Linked DNA regions of Arabidopsis thaliana: region 2 is linked to region 1. Evidence: chromatin contacts called from public capture Hi-C data. All regions are on one chromosome and are shown on one strand. The core of a region is the stretch at or near the end of the contact, and the rest is flanking DNA. Distances in the headings are between cores, read along the strand shown. Region 1 holds the start of OPR3 (oxophytodienoate-reductase 3). Region 2 holds the start of RPA1A (replication protein A 1A).

What was found. Capture Hi-C pulls out chosen DNA fragments and counts their contacts.
Region 2: a contact with region 1 is called in a capture Hi-C map of seedling, with 3 times the contacts expected there. The contact joins the promoter of RPA1A here to the promoter of OPR3 in region 1. A contact is called at or near these places in 4 of 26 Hi-C or Micro-C datasets (root, rosette leaf, seedling and 1 more) and 1 of 3 other capture datasets (seedling).

Annotation. Positions count from the first base shown.
Region 1 is chr2:2,358,924-2,366,804 of TAIR10.1, forward strand. It overlaps OPR3 (oxophytodienoate-reductase 3), which reads right to left and starts at 3,452. Exons shown (of 5, transcript NM_126619.4): 1 at 3,204-3,452; 2 at 2,972-3,060; 3 at 2,755-2,895; 4 at 1,225-1,355; 5 at 191-1,143. The coding sequence starts at 3,048. The coding sequence ends at 317. It also overlaps the pseudogene AT2G06045, the pseudogene AT2G06060 and the pseudogene AT2G06070.
Region 2 is chr2:2,580,069-2,587,949 of TAIR10.1, forward strand. It overlaps RPA1A (replication protein A 1A), which reads left to right and starts at 4,916. Exons shown (of 3, transcript NM_126648.4): 1 at 4,916-5,026; 2 at 5,115-5,418; 3 at 5,883-7,618. The coding sequence starts at 5,147. The coding sequence ends at 7,533. It overlaps AT2G06500 (hAT family dimerization domain-containing protein), which reads right to left and starts at 3,155. Exons shown (of 5, transcript NM_126647.1): 1 at 3,112-3,155; 2 at 2,886-3,082; 3 at 1,909-2,590; 4 at 1,535-1,701; 5 at 650-1,308. The coding sequence starts at 3,155. The coding sequence ends at 650. PSBX (photosystem II subunit X) reads right to left here. Exons shown (of 1, transcript NM_126649.3): 1 at 7,661-7,881. The coding sequence ends at 7,800.

The sequences.
Region 1 (7,881 bases), core at 2,202-4,701:
GCTCTCTTACTTCCTTGGTATGGAAGCTACTCGGACACCTCCTTGACTTCATCTCACTCAAATGAAATACGTCACAGATCTTATCACACTTTCTAATGGCGGATGCTAAACCGGTTTCCACACTTTCTAATGGAACAGATGGTGCTATTCTTTCGGTCTTATCACTACACCATTAACAAAAAACCTTGAGTAATGCCATGAAGATTTTAACTAGATAAACAACAAGATACATGACTAAATATTAAGTGGATAACAATAACATTGTCATTTTACATATCAATGTATTGTCAATACATTTTCTCCTCGATTATCAAACTCAGAGGCGGGAAAAAGGAGCCAAGAAAGGATAATCCGTGTAGCCAACAACTGGATCTTGAGTGTAAAACGTCTTCCGATTATATTTATTCAACTCTCCATCAATCTTGAACCGCGAAACCAAATCCGGGTTTGCGATAAACAGTCTGCCATATGAAACCAAATCAGCATCACCTTGTTGAACAGCTTGCATACCTAGTTCCTTATTGAATCCTCCACTAGACATAAAGGTTCCATTATAAGCCATCCTCAAGCTCTTCATTAGCTTAGCTTCTTCCTCATCACTCCCTTGCCTTCCAGACTCTGTTTGCCCGTAGGCGTGGTAGCGAGGTTGTGTAACGTGAAGGTAAGCGAGCTTTGAGCCATTAACACCTTGTAACTTATTGAGCATGCCAACCACGGCTAGCCCGAGTGATAGTGGGTCAGAATCAGTTGCGTCCAAGTGATCTATAGCCGGAGATACCCTCACACCAACTTTACTAGCTCCTATGGCTGAAACTACACCTTCCACTACTTGTTTCAAGAATCTACAACGGTTTGCAATGGATCCTCCGTATTGGTCAGTACGGTCATTGATCCCATCTTTCAAAAACTGATCAATAAGGTAACCATGCGCCCCGTGGATCTCAATCCCATCGAAACCAGCTCGAATCGCATTCAAAGCAGAAAGGCAATAATCCTCCACCACCCGAGGTATCTCGGAAGCTTCTAAAGCCCGAGGTTTCGGGTACTTCACGTGGGAACCATCGGGCAACAAAACTCGCCACCTGTTTTCCGAGATTGGTTTGTTCGTTGACGATATTGGTGATCCTCCATTAGGTTGATACACTATACAAAGACTCAAAAATGTTATAAAGTTTCCAAGTCCTTTATAAGATTTACGAGTGGATAATGAGGAGACATATAAACCTGCATGAGAAGCACGTCCAACATGCCATAATTGACAAAAGATGAAACCTCCCTTAGCGTGAACTGCTTCCACAACTTGCTTCCATGCTTCTACTTGTTCATCTGAATAGATTCCAGGCACATGTGGGAACCTGCAAAACTTTCTTTATATTAGTTTCACTCCTTACAACAACATTACAAGACTTGTAAAGAATATTCATTACAAGTCTTTCTTTATTTCATGATTCTTTTTATTTGCCTTTTCTTTGAATGTGGCTGATAAAATCTAAACCTCTCTATTCTTATCACGCCACTAAACTATTATTGGTGGGTCCTGTCACCCACATTCCTTATAATGACAAGACAAAACAACTCAAAATGCAGTCGATTCTTTTTAGTGAAACAATGATAAATCGGATCCTTTAAACTTTCTCCGGTATGTCAAAAAAAAAAAAAAAACTTTTAAAGTGAGATAAGCAAAAACCATATTTCTATTAAATTTAGTCACCATAAATCATTTCTAATTCAAAACTATTTTATACTTTCTCTATTCCTTTTTGTTTGATTGTTTAGAAAAAACACATATATTAAGATAAATATATTAAAGTTGATTTTAATTGTATTATTTTTGTGTTTTAAAATTTCCTATAACTTTAAACCAATGGTATTCAATCATTTTTATTAAAGTTTACAACTCATCAATAATAACTAATAAATATTGCATAAAAAACCTTAAAAATTAATTTTTTTGAAACAATTTTTTTTCAATCTTTTTGAAACAAATTTTTTTTCTAGAAAATCAAAAAAAAAAGAACAGATGGAGTATATCTTAAAGAGATTCCTTTTATTTTAAATGTAGAATGTCTAACCTAATAATCAACCTTTATTTAATAAAAGACTAATAGGGCAGTAATAATACATATACTGTTTTTACATTGTTCTTTTCAATTCTAATACTAACAATAGTAGAGACACACACAGTCACACAAAAAAAACTAATAAAAGACTAATAGTAGGTTTCTTATTGTTCTTAAGCAACATGGCCGGCTCAAATATTGGCGAGACCTGGTGCCACACCAGACCCAAAAAAATTAAGTGTCCTTGAATAAAAAAAAAAAATTTGGTCTATTATTATCATTGAAATAAATATTGTTAATTTGTTTTCAAAATTTGTGGTTTTTAGTTATAGAAATGTTATTTAAAAAAACTTAGATCTTTCACATAGTTTTTTATAACTAAAGTGGAGTTTTTAAGATATATATTTTAAATTAGTGGCTATTTTATTTTTTTTGTATGAAAAAAAATAATAAAAAAAATTGGACCCTTGGACAGAACATCTAAGCCGCAATAATACTAATTTGATAAAACCAAAATTATGTATAAATAATAGTACTAATATGAGTTGATTTGATATTTTAATGAAAATCAGATTGTTTTCCTAACGACAAAAGCCGTTTATTAAACAGTACAGTTAGTTGACGTCATCTCATCGTAGTTTTTACTTTTGGTCTTAAAAAAGAAAGAAAGAAGTAAGTAAAATGACGAGAATACCCTGCGGATCCGGGAGAGACCATGGTGCCTTCGGAGATGAGAAAACCGCCGGGAGTGGTCCGTTGAGCATAATACTCTGCCAACGCCGCGTTTGGTACTCCGTTCAACGCCCTGCACCGCGTCATCGGCGCCAGAACCACTCTGAAAACGCAAACGCGATATGAGACTACACGTCATACAAAAACCACTCAAGATCATTAATCTAGCTGAAACTCACCGATGAGAGAGATCGAATCTTCCCATCTTGTAAGAAGAAAACAGAGTCTCGTTAGAGTTCCCTTGTGCCGCCGTCATGTCTCCGCCGATCTGGAAGAAGGAGAAGTAAAAGTCAGATCTGAGAAATCAACGGTCAATACAAAAATATTGAGTAGTAGTTAGTTGGATCTTCTTCATTACATAAAAGGACAAAACACAAACTACAAAGTAACTTAAGTTTGTGATGAGTTTACCGGTTTTGTTATTCGGAAATAGAAAATTCGAGTGGATGTGTTGTTGTTGTGTGGTCGTGGAAATGGAATTTGCTAAATTTTATATCCAAAAAAGGTTAGGTTGATGGATGGACCGGAGGAGTTCTTGGCATCTTGGACCGAACCGACCATTACTTTCACGTGCTGATTTGTTTTATAATAAAGTTCAAAGTTTGGTCCGCGTGAGATATTTCGTTCTATTTTGCTTCATATTATATTATTTTTATTATTTGGATCTATCAGAGATGTTTCTTAGTGGATTGGCAATGAGCCTGATTTCCTAAATGAAATTAACGGATACGAATATGATTGACATTCGCTTTACGTACATTGATAGGTCATTAGCTATGTTAACATTAATATATAACAGGTTGACAACATTTCAATGTATAAAGTCATAGTTGTCTTCCATTAACAGGTCAGAATAAAGGTGAAATAGTGAGTTTAAAACATTACGTAAAAACTAATTCCATGATTGGTTGTCCAATTAGGAGGGAAAGGGTTTAAAAAATAACTTCAGAAAATAAAAGTTTAGAATATTGTGCTAAATAGTTTGCCTTAGTATTACATAAACATGAAATAGAAGAAAGCAAGAAAAGGAGACACATAGCAATTCAAGATCTTCTAAAAAATTAGAGAAAGCGAGTCATTCTTCAGGGGACTGTACCATCAAAACTTACTCTGAATAATTATCTGTTTCAAATGCCTGACACTTTATCCTTCTTGAAAGGATATTTTTTATTGCCAATATTAAAACTTCCAATTCCGAGTGAAAAAGAAAGGGACACCTCCGAAGACACTTTGCACCAAGTAAAATTGTATTGTCAATTCCTAGGAAACACCACCATACTAAATTCATAGATGGATCTGCCGATTTCCATGAATTCATCAATCCTACATCTTAAAGATTGAATTGGAGTTTCCAAAGTATCCCTAATAACACTAGATTCAGTTGGAGCTAATTGAGCTCCTTCTCACATTTGTTTTTTGTTACTCCAAACGTGATTTAAAATATCTGAAATTCAACCCTTCAGTGAGACTCTTGTCTTGTACCTCTAGTACATCTCCCATCATCAAATCCTTTTGCTCATCCTCTAGAACTGAAACTTTAGAAATATTATCGACCATTTGTGAGCCCTGAGTTACTTTATTGATTGTTTTTGGTTCGTACAATGGTTTAGACCAAACTGGACTTGCATCCTTCCTAGTATATTTTGTTCCCTCAACAGAATATTGAGAATTCATCAAGCCATCCTTAACTAATCATTTCCCAGCCACTTCATTATTCTCAGCCCAAGTCCCAGGGAAACTCTTTTTGTGCCCCTAACTTGGAAAAAGTTTTTTTTTTTATCATATTGCCTATGAGAACAGATAGCTAATATCTTTTGATAAATGTAGAAAGATGGCTAATTAAGAGATTTATAAATAAAATTAAATATTATCTTGAGAAAATTTTAATTTATAGAATTATTTTGATGTTTTATATGAAATTGCATTGATTCTTATGAGATCTAAAAATATGGTTAAAATCTTATAAGAGTAAAAGATGATATTTGTGTGTAGATTAGATCGGTTACTGGTAAAATGGTAGGTGATTTATAAGCCACTTATAAATCAGGTACATAATCTAAAATACGTTATGATCTTCAAGATACACTATCTTTAACTAAATGAAACATTGAAAATTTATTTCATTTTGCTTTTTATCTATTATTTGTATATTCATTAATTGTCATTTATTTTTCGCCAATGACATTTGTATTTTTGAGTCTATTTTTCGTAAACCATTTTTGGGCATACCATTTTTAGAAAACATTGTTTGTTTAGTTTAATATAATTCAACCATTTTAGTTATAGAACCTCACTAAGGTGGTTTAAGATGTAATCGAAAAGCTGTATTGCTTATATGATTTATTGTGAATTTGGATTTGTCACGCTGAGGATGTAATCAATCGAACATGTATTCAAAGGATGGTCACGAATTTTTGTCAACAAAAACATGCACAATTCTAGGATAATAAATCCTAACTACTTGAAGACAAGTAAACCTCCACAACATTCTTAATGTCTGGTTTCTTCTGGAACATTAGATATTTTAATAAAAGAGGTAAGCATGATGTTGTAAGGGATTGGATGAATAGGGGGAAGTTTGATTTTGATTTTTTAATAGAAACAAAAGTAAAAGAAAGAAAGGTATACAAGATTACAAAGTCAGTTTTTAGAGAATGGTCTTTTATATGCAATTATGAAGAATATAGACTAGGAAGAATTTGGTTGCTTTGGAGAAATAACGTGCAAGTCACGCCTATCTACAAGACATCACAATTGATTACATGTTCGATCTTGATTGAAGGAGAAAAGGAAGAATGTTTTGCAATATTTGTTTATGCATCCAATTTTGTGATGGAACGCAAAACACTATAGGCCGATCTTCGACACTATCATAGTTTTGCTCTATTTCATGGTAAAACTTGGTTGATATGTGCAGATTTCAGTGAGGTGTTGGAAGGAGAGGATCATTCAATGTATGAACATTTACCATTGATATCACGAGGAATGAGAGATTTTCAGAATTTAGTCCAACAATGTGAATTAACTGATTACAGCTATATGCTTAATCGTACTCTATGTTTGAGACAAGAGGTCATTCAGATCATTTAAGATGTAGATTTTATATTAAAGAGGAGGAGAGAAGAGTTATAACGATATGAATGACCACCTAGCTACACTATCGGGCTACTAAGAAGAATTAGAAGCAACTTGGGCTTAGTCCACACCACTTTATCATTCCACTTCAGCGATTCACATGTTATCAAAAAAAGCTATAGGCACTGAAACCACAACTCCGCAGGATGGGGAAATGGTTGTAGAGAGATATATCAATTCGAACAAAGGAGGCATATAAAAAGCTTTGAGATTTAAAAACCATATAATCAGTGGACTTGGAGGCAGCAACTTACAATAAATGGAGGAGATTATCAGACATTGAAGCAGGATATTTTTGACAAAAGGCGAAACTCGACTGTATTAAAATAGAGGATAAAAATTAGAAAAGTTTCTACAACGCAGCAAAACTAAGAAGATGGCCAAATAGCAGTCACTCAAAGAGAGAATAAGGCTGAACCTAAAAGATATTTAAAGAGTTTTTTAACCGAGAAGCCACAAGGCTACGAAGAATGGTCAAGTGAGAAGTTGGGACATCTAATGGAGTTTAAATGTGAAGAAAATGATAAGGCAATGCTCACACAAAAAAGTCTCGGAGGGAAAAGTGAAGAAAGTATTGTTCTCAATGCCAAGCAACAAATCTCCGAGTCCAAATAGGTCAGTAGTGGGAAAAGACTTTGTGGTGGCATTTCAATTCTTTTCTAAGACTGTTTTTTTTGCCTAAAGGGGCCAACTCAACCATCTTAGCTTTGATTCCAAAGAAAAAAGAAGCTATTGTAATGAAGGACTATGCACAAATATCATGCTGCAACGTTCTTAACAAAGTCATATCGAAGCTTCTGGCAAACCGAATCAAGACTATTCTACCACGATTCATTTCTCCAAATCAATAAGCATCTATAAAGGATATGTTGATGATGGAAAACCACCTCCTCACCACATAGATCATCAATGACTACCACAAAGACACTATTTCTCCTCGATGCGTGATGAAAATAGATATTTTGAAAGCTTTTGACTCGGTTCAGTGGAGTTCCTACTAAACACGTTAAGATCAGAGCTCTTGAATTCTGAGAGAAATATATACAGTGGATTTAGACATGGATTACTACATCCTCATTTTCAGTGCAAGTGAATGGACTAAGATGATGGTGACGACGAGAGACAAGAAGATGATCATCTCGAGAACGACAACGAAACTGGGTTGTTTTCTGGTTGTAGATGTGTTGCAGAAAGAGATTAGTTCCTCGAATACCTTCCTAATAATGTAGAGGAGCAAGGAGAAAAAGATGACAGTGCCGAAAGCCACATTCAGAATTCCCCAGCTATAGGATTTCTTCCCGTAGATGGGTGACACGATGGAGAAAGTGGTAGCAGAGCCTGTCACGAGCCTGTTACAAGAGAGAAAAAAATGAGTGAGAGAGATACACTGGTTGATCCAAAGTTCGATGGGGATTACGAGTATTTGGCAATGCTCATGGAAAATTTGCTCAGATCAAAGGAGTGGTGGCATCTCATTGAAACAGGAATCACACGACCAGAGAGAAACGTGATCTTAACCGGAACGCACTGTACAAAGTTGGCGGAGCAGACTGTCAAGGATCGCAAGGTGAAGAACTATATGTTTGCCTTCATAGACAAGACCATTTTCAAAACAATTTTGAAGAAAGATACATCGACGAATGAAGAGAAAGTATCAAGGAACAGTAGAGTGCAAAGCGCACAGTTATAAATGTTGAGTAGAAGTTTCGAAGTGCTTGAAATGAAGATAGGGAAAGTGATCATTGGTTATTTCTCAAGGGTAATGGAGGTTGTCAACGATATGCGCAACCTAGGAGAAGACATACTAGACTTAAAGGTAGTTGAGAAGATCTTAAGAACTTTGGTTGAAAAAATCACATATGTTGTATGTGCTATTGAAGAATCAAATGATATCAAAGAGCTCACAGTGGATTAATTGCAAAGCTCCTTGATGGTTCATGAGCAGAACCTAAGC
Region 2 (7,881 bases), core at 3,666-6,165, 220 kb after region 1:
GGGTGATTTGTTGAAAAAAAAGGGAGGAAAAAGTCTCTCTTTATTTCCTGAATCATCTGACGACAAATAACGACGGCGGCATCTAGCCCTGGGAGTTCGGCTAAACCGGGTTATTCGGGTCGGTTTGTTCGGTTTGGAGGAAAGTCGGTTTGTTAAACAGAGGAGAAGACTAGGAAGATCGATTTATCAATCTCGATTGAACAAGATGGTAAGTTTTATTGTTTCTCAGTTCATTTTTTTTTATTCAAAATTGTTTAGTAACAAGATGAGTTTGATTGTGATTAATAATTTACTATGAATCTCTTTGGAGATTTATGGTTTTCGATGCTAGGATTTGGTTCTAAGGTTTATTTCAAAATTATTATTTCATAGTAAAATTTGATATTTCATGATTGCAGGGCCGGTCCGACGTATACTACGACCCTAAGCCAAAATTTTTTTTTTGCCCCACCTTTATAACTTTTTTCACTCATCACAGTTGCTTTTTGGTTCAAAAAAATAAAACATAAAGCTTTAAAAGCAAACAGAGGTATCAAAACAGAACAAAAGTATCAAAAAACAGAACAAAAGTATTAAAAACAGAACAGAAGTATCAAAACCAACAAAAACCAAAAGACATAAGAGAGGATACATAAGTTTTAAGCAAACACTACTGAGTAAATATGATCCTGCTTGCATTTTTCCCTGCAAAGTCATCCATCACAGTCGCATAATCAATCTTTTCAAGCATTGCTCTCTCAATTGATAATATGGCTAACCCATTGAGCCTATCCTGTGACATGGTGGACCTCAAATAATTCTTGATCAACTTAAGCTTAGAAAAACTTCTTTCGGCTGAAGCAACTGACACTAGAATAGTCAATAATATCCGAAACGAAATCCATGTGTTAGGATAACAACCCTCCACTCTTTTCAAAAAATCCAACACTTTAATAGGTTTCGTAACTTCATTTGGTAGCACTTCTCGTAGAACTTTTAGTTCCATAAACAAGTCAGCCCCATCTATATCAGAATGCTCACCATGCTTAAGGGATGATTCAAGATTCACACATGATGCCATCAAGTTTTCATCATTTGCATATGTCAATTTTTGTAAATCAAACAAAAATCCAAAAGTTTGTTCATACCTTTGGAATTGCTCAAACCTTGACTCAAGAGAAATTAGAGCTTGATCTATGAGTGTAAGGAAGTAATTAATTCTGAAATCCTCCTCTGTTGACAATTTCATATTCCCATGATCAAAATGCTTCTTTCTTCTAATGATCTTCTTCTTTTTCACAGGAAATTCAGCTTCTATATCCATAGCCTCTGCAATTCGTATAGCCTCAGACTTTGCTTTCTCAAATCATGTCTCTCTATATTTTTGTAAGTATGAAACTAATCCTTTCAGCTCAAGAATAGCAACATCAATATCAATGTCATCAGCTTGTAAAGTCTTGCTCACTCTGTTGACAACAGTTAGAAGTCATACCAAATAATCATACCAAAAAGAAACTCAAACCCTCCAATACCATGTGTTTCTATTCAGCATCACTTCGTGTTTTTGGATCGTCGGTCTTTTCTGCCAAGTAAAGTAAAGCATCTCTGATTTCAGGAGTCTGAAACCGTATTGCTTTGACACTTTCGAGATGACTCTCCCAACGAGTTTGAGATAAGGATTTAAGTGTTAAACCTTTTACCATCTCTTTAAATATATCCCACCTGTTTGTTGAAGATGAAAACAAACAGTATAACCGCTGTATAATCCCAAAAAAAGACACTGCCTTTGTAGAAGAAGATGCTATATCACAAAGCACAAGGTTGGGGCTATGACAACCACATGGTGTGTAAAATGCTCTTGGATTAATTTCCAGCAATCTTCTTTGCACTCCTTTGTTTTTTCCTTTCATATTAGACCCGTTGTCATACCCATGTCCTCTCACATCATCAATCTCTAACTCCATATCAATTAGTACTTCTTGAATCGTAGAGAACAGCCCTTCACCTGTTTTATCATTGACTTCCAAAAATTTCAAAAAGAATTCTTCAACCTTAATTGGTGTTGAAGAAATATCCACACATCGAATGAGAATAGTCATCTGTTCTTTATGACTAATATCTGGAGTACAATCAAGAATTATGGAGAAGTACTTTGAAGCACGAATCGTCTTCATGATCATAAGTCTAATCTCTTGGGCCAGCATACTTATCAACTCATTTTGAATCTTGGGACTTAGATAATGAGAATATATCTCACCTGCACCAATTTTTCTGATATGCTCTCTCATCACTACATCAAACTCTGCAATCATCTCAATAAAACTCAAAAAATTCCCATTTCTGTCTTCACCAATCTTTTTATTTTCTCCTCTAAATGCTAAGTTATTTTTAGCGAGAGTCTTCACTAATGCAATGATCCTCACTAGTACTTCCCTCCAATGAATCTTTTCTTTGTTTATTTCTTGTTGGACATACTTATCAATCGTTGTTTTGTTCTGTAGTCTAGACTCTAACTCAGTCCAACGAGTCATACAAATAATGTGGTCATGGCTGCCTTCATGTTCTTCGAGTCGCTTCGAAAGATTTCTCCAATCATTGTACACACTAGTTGCTAAGTAACCACAACTCTTGTCATGTCTAAACAATTTACAGCAAAAACAAAAGACTTTATCTAATGTTTTTGAGTAAATCAGCCACTTTCTATCATGTTTCTCTCCATTTTTCTATCATAAATCAGTAGAATCCGTGAGAGAAATGTCTTCCAATTCCATCTTTAGCAAAACGATGACTAGTTGATAACCTTGCCACTGGATCTTTTTCAACTATTAAAACTCTTAATCTCAAATTCATGTTATCCCAATTCGCCGGATAAGAAATATTGGAAGGAATGTCTTCATTCTATCGACTTTTCTTCTTTTCAAAGACAACTTCAGCTTGTTCTTGTTGTTTATTCTCAAATTCATTCTCATCCACTTGAACCACTTCATCCAAATTGTCCACTTTATTCTCTGGATCCACTTCATCAGCTCGTTCTTGTTGGTTATTGTTTCCATCAGAATTAATGACTTCAGAAATTGTAGGATTTTCAGGTTTTTTCATGTACCTAAGAAGAGAATTAGCCTGTGATCTTACCAACTCTTCTCGTCTCTTTTGCAATTTTCTTTTATCACATCCATGAGGTTCCTTTTTGATCCCTAAAGGAGGCATCGTTCAAAGTCTCAACTCAACGCTCTAACGTACGTCGGTCGCTTGCTTCTTCACGGCAGATGGAATTAATCAGATTTTTAATGGAGGAAACCTAGAATAAGAGAATTGGTTGATGGGCTTTAGAAGTCTTGGGTTGAAAATCAGATTTTTTCTTCTCAACTCTCTTTTAATTAAGCCTCGTTGGACTTTAAAATTTTTGGGCCCTAAGCCACCGCTTATATCGCTTACGTCACGGGCCGGCCCTGCATGATTGTCTCAATCTATTTCTCATATGGTTGGTTGGTTGGTAATTTCAAAATTTCTGATGATAACTTGATTTGTTTGATAATTGCCAGGTTTTAGCTTGTTATCAAAATTGTGTCTATGAATTGGCTAATCTAATAAATTACTTGGGTTCTGTTTCTTTTTTGTTTACCTTTTTGATTATTGACGATCATATTTGGTTTTGTTTTTCATCGATTTTGTTTTCATCATGTAGTCTTTTCAATTTGTTCCTTTTTTGCAGTCGACTCTGTCAGCTGTAACCAAAATTGAAATCAAAACTAAGGTTCATGATCACTTATTCTTTTTCATCCTTTTGGAATTTTGGTTAATATGTGGTGAGATTCATGTAAATTAGTTTTTTTGGTTCTTGTTGTTGTTGTGTAGTGAAAGCTAGTACAGATGATGTGTTTTATGAGCTTCAAAACCCTAGAGAGCAGATCCAAGCTTATGTGTTTAATGGTAACTTTTTGCTTCTTTCTTGATATTTTTGTTGTTGTTGAAGAATTAGCTCTGTTTACGATTCTTGATTTGTTCTTGTATGTTTTTTTTTTTTAAACATAGTGGTTAGAGCTTTGGTGCCAATGATGACGCTAGATGCTCTTTTGAACAAAAGTGAGAAGTTGCTAAGTCTGTTCTTGAGTAATTTGAGAAGGTATAACATGTTGTTCATTCGAAATCTCATTCTATTGAGAGATTCTTTTGAGAGATTCTTGATATTTTATAGTGATTAAACATTTGTTGAGCTAATTAATTTGTTGGTTTTGAATCTAATTTTTTTCTTTTTTTTAAAAACCCCAAATTAATATACTACTATTAATCATGCCAAAAATTAAAACTCTTACCAAACTCTTAACTACAAATTTTCAATATCAATTAATAAAAATATTGCTAAGAGTCATTGCTAATAGCCTCCCATTGTGGATGCTCTAAGAGCATCATTATTGGGGATTGCTTAGATTATTCTTAGGGTAGTTCATAGGTATATATATAATTAATTTTGAAATCTTTTATGTTAAGAGTTTGGTTAAGAAATTATAATTTTGGTAATATGCAATGGTGAGTTCTTAGCTTTGAGTTCTTAAGAAGAAAAAAAAATATTTAAAAATAAAAACATTTTAATTTTAAAGACTTTAATAATGATTACAACATAAATTTTGAAAACATTTAACAATGTAGTTAATATTTTACACTCACCCAATAAAAACTTGACACATGTCTAGCTCTTAGATTTAATTTTTGCTCTTATATAAGAGCAATTCTTACCAAAGAAATCAATTAAAACATTAAATTTCTAATCTAATTAACATAAGAACTAGTCTGAGCTTACCAATAAGGATGTTCTAAGGGGTTCTATAGTCTTTCTCTCTTTCGAGAATTTAATCCAAGTCGTTCACAGTTACGAGTCGAGGGTAAATTAGTAGTTTTACACTGAAATATCAACCAAAAAATTTCAAAATTGAAAAATCTCCATAAACTGTTTTGCGACCCAAAACAACATCTTTTAAGCTTCTCCCGCAAAATTCAGCAAAGCTTTCGGAGGAATCTCCTAACAGTCACCACCACCACCACCGTCTAGGTCAAATCTCGTCTTCCTCACGCTCTATTTCTCCATAGAATATTTCCTAACTCCTCCTCCGGTTTATCGATTTTTTCAATTTTTCTAGGGTTTCGCGCCGGGATCTAAAAAATCACAATCATGCCGGTGAGTTTGACTCCGAACGCAATCACGGCGATACATGACGGCGACGTGAATTTGAAGCCGTTGTTACAGGTTTTAGAAATCAAAATGATAGGAAGAAGTCAAGAGAGAAGCCAGGAGAGGTATCGTTTCCTCATTTCAGATGGTGTTTCTGCTCAACATGCTATGGTCGCGGTTCAGCTTAATGATCGAGTCAAGTCAGGACAATTTGAGAAAGGATCTATCGTTCAGCTGATTGATTACATTTGTAGCGACGTTAAAGGCCGCAAGTAATTTTTCCATTTTCTCTCTGGTTAGATCTAGTTTTCGTTGTGTTGAATTGCTTAGTTTTCTAGTGATCTCTGATTTGTTGCTTAGTAATGTTTCTGAGTATTCGTGGCTATGTATTTGGTTTAGTATGTGTAAGGCATTTGTTACAATGAGTTTGCAGAAGCAATGATAGCTTCGCTTTTGGTAGAGACCTTTCAATGAGGTTTCGTGTATTGATGAATGATTTTGGTTAACATGTACTAGTGGGAAAGATTTGTGTTGTTGTCTTTGTAGTTCATGGTATTTAATGGTTGGTAGGCAGATGTTAAGGACAACATTTAGGATGATAATGGAGATGATTTTGTTGATTGTGTGAGTTGGAAAATATAGTTACACAATTGTTTTGGTTGAACATGACATATTTGAAGGAGTTTTGCTCTCTTTGATTGTGATTTTCTTATGGATTTATTCATACTGTGTACAGGCTTATTGTGGTGCTGAACATGGAGACGATAGTACAACAGTCTGAAACCATTGGGAACCCTACAATATTTGGAGAAACAGATACAGAAGCCCAGAAGACATTTTCAGGTACGGGCAATATACCGCCTCCGAACAGGGTTGTTTTTAATGAACCAATGGTTCAGCATTCTGTTAATAGAGCACCTCCCAGGGGTGTAAACATTCAAAATCAAGCCAACAATACTCCAAGCTTCAGGCCATCTGTTCAACCTTCATATCAACCGCCTGCAAGTTACAGAAATCATGGACCCATCATGAAGAACGAGGCTCCAGCTCGAGTCATCCCTATTGCTGCTCTCAATCCATACCAAGGTCGATGGGCTATTAAGGCTAGAGTAACTGCGAAAGGAGATATCAGACGATATAACAATGCAAAAGGAGATGGAAAGGTTTTCTCGTTTGATCTGCTTGACTATGATGGAGGGGAGATTCGGGTTACGTGCTTTAATGCTCTTGTTGACCGTTTCTATGATGTTACTGAGGTTGGTAAGGTATATTTGATTTCAAAGGGAAGTTTGAAGCCTGCACAGAAAAATTTCAACCACTTAAAGAATGAATGGGAAATTTTCTTGGAGTCAACATCGACTGTGGAGCTTTGCCCTGATGAAGATGGCTCCATACCAAAGCAGCAATTCTCCTTCCGCCCAATAAGTGACATTGAGAACGCTGAGAACAATACCATACTCGATGTCATTGGTGTGGTGACTTCTGTGAACCCCTCGGTGCCAATCTTGAGAAAGAACGGGATGGAAACCCATAGGAGGATCCTGAATCTAAAGGATGAATCAGGAAAGGCTGTAGAGGTAACACTTTGGGGAGAATTCTGTAACCGAGATGGTCGGCAACTGGAAGAGATGGTTGATTCAGCTTTTCACCCGGTTTTAGCAATAAAAGCTGGAAAAGTAAGCGACTTCAGTGGGAAATCAGTAGGGACAATATCTTCAACACAGCTCTTCATAAATCCAGATTTCCCTGAAGCTCATAAACTACGGACCTGGTTCGATTACGGGGGAAAAGACACTGCTTCCTTCTCCATCTCCAGGGACACTATGCCTGGAGGAGTTTCCAGGAACGAGATAAGGAAAAATGTTTCTCAGATCAAAGAGGAAGGTCTTGGAAGATCAGATAAGCCTGACTGGATCACTGTGAAAGCAACCATATCATTCATCAAAACAGATAGCTTCTGTTATACAGCTTGTCCTTTGATGATCGGGGATAAACAATGCAACAAGAAGGTTACACGGTCTGGAACAAACAGGTGGCTCTGTGACCGGTGCAACCAAGAGTCTGATGAATGCGACTATAGATACCTTCTTCAGGTACAGATTCAAGACCACACTGGGTTGACTTGGATAACCGCGTTTCAAGAAACAGGAGAAGAAATAATGGGATGTCCGGCTAAGAAGCTTTACGCAATGAAATACGAATTGGAGAAGGAGGAAGAGTTCGCAGAGATTGTTAGAGACAGACTGTTTCATCAGTACATGTTGAAGCTGAAGATCAAAGAGGAATCGTATGGGGATGAACAAAGAGTGAAGATGACTGTTGTGAAGGTTGATAAGGTGAATTATACATCCGAGAGTAAATACATGCTTGATTTGCTCGTAAGGTAAGTTCGTTCTAGGTATTACAGTGAGGTATTTCAATTAACTCAGAATATGCAAGCTCGAGTTTAGTACACTATTATATTATGAATTGATGAATTCTATTGAATCTTGATTCAATGAAGCTTAGTGTTATGATTTCAAGTCTCAATCGTCTTTCGAATTCAGGAAACAACAAATTTGACTTTTATCCAAAAGTTCATTGCTGCAACATTGAAACGAATACACAGAAGGAGAACAGATTACAATAATGATGTAAGAAAGATATATAGGTCTTAGGTTCTCTTGACAGGGTCAAAGTTGGAGACGCCGACGACGACACCAATGATGACAGTGAGGACGAGGCCACCAGAAGCA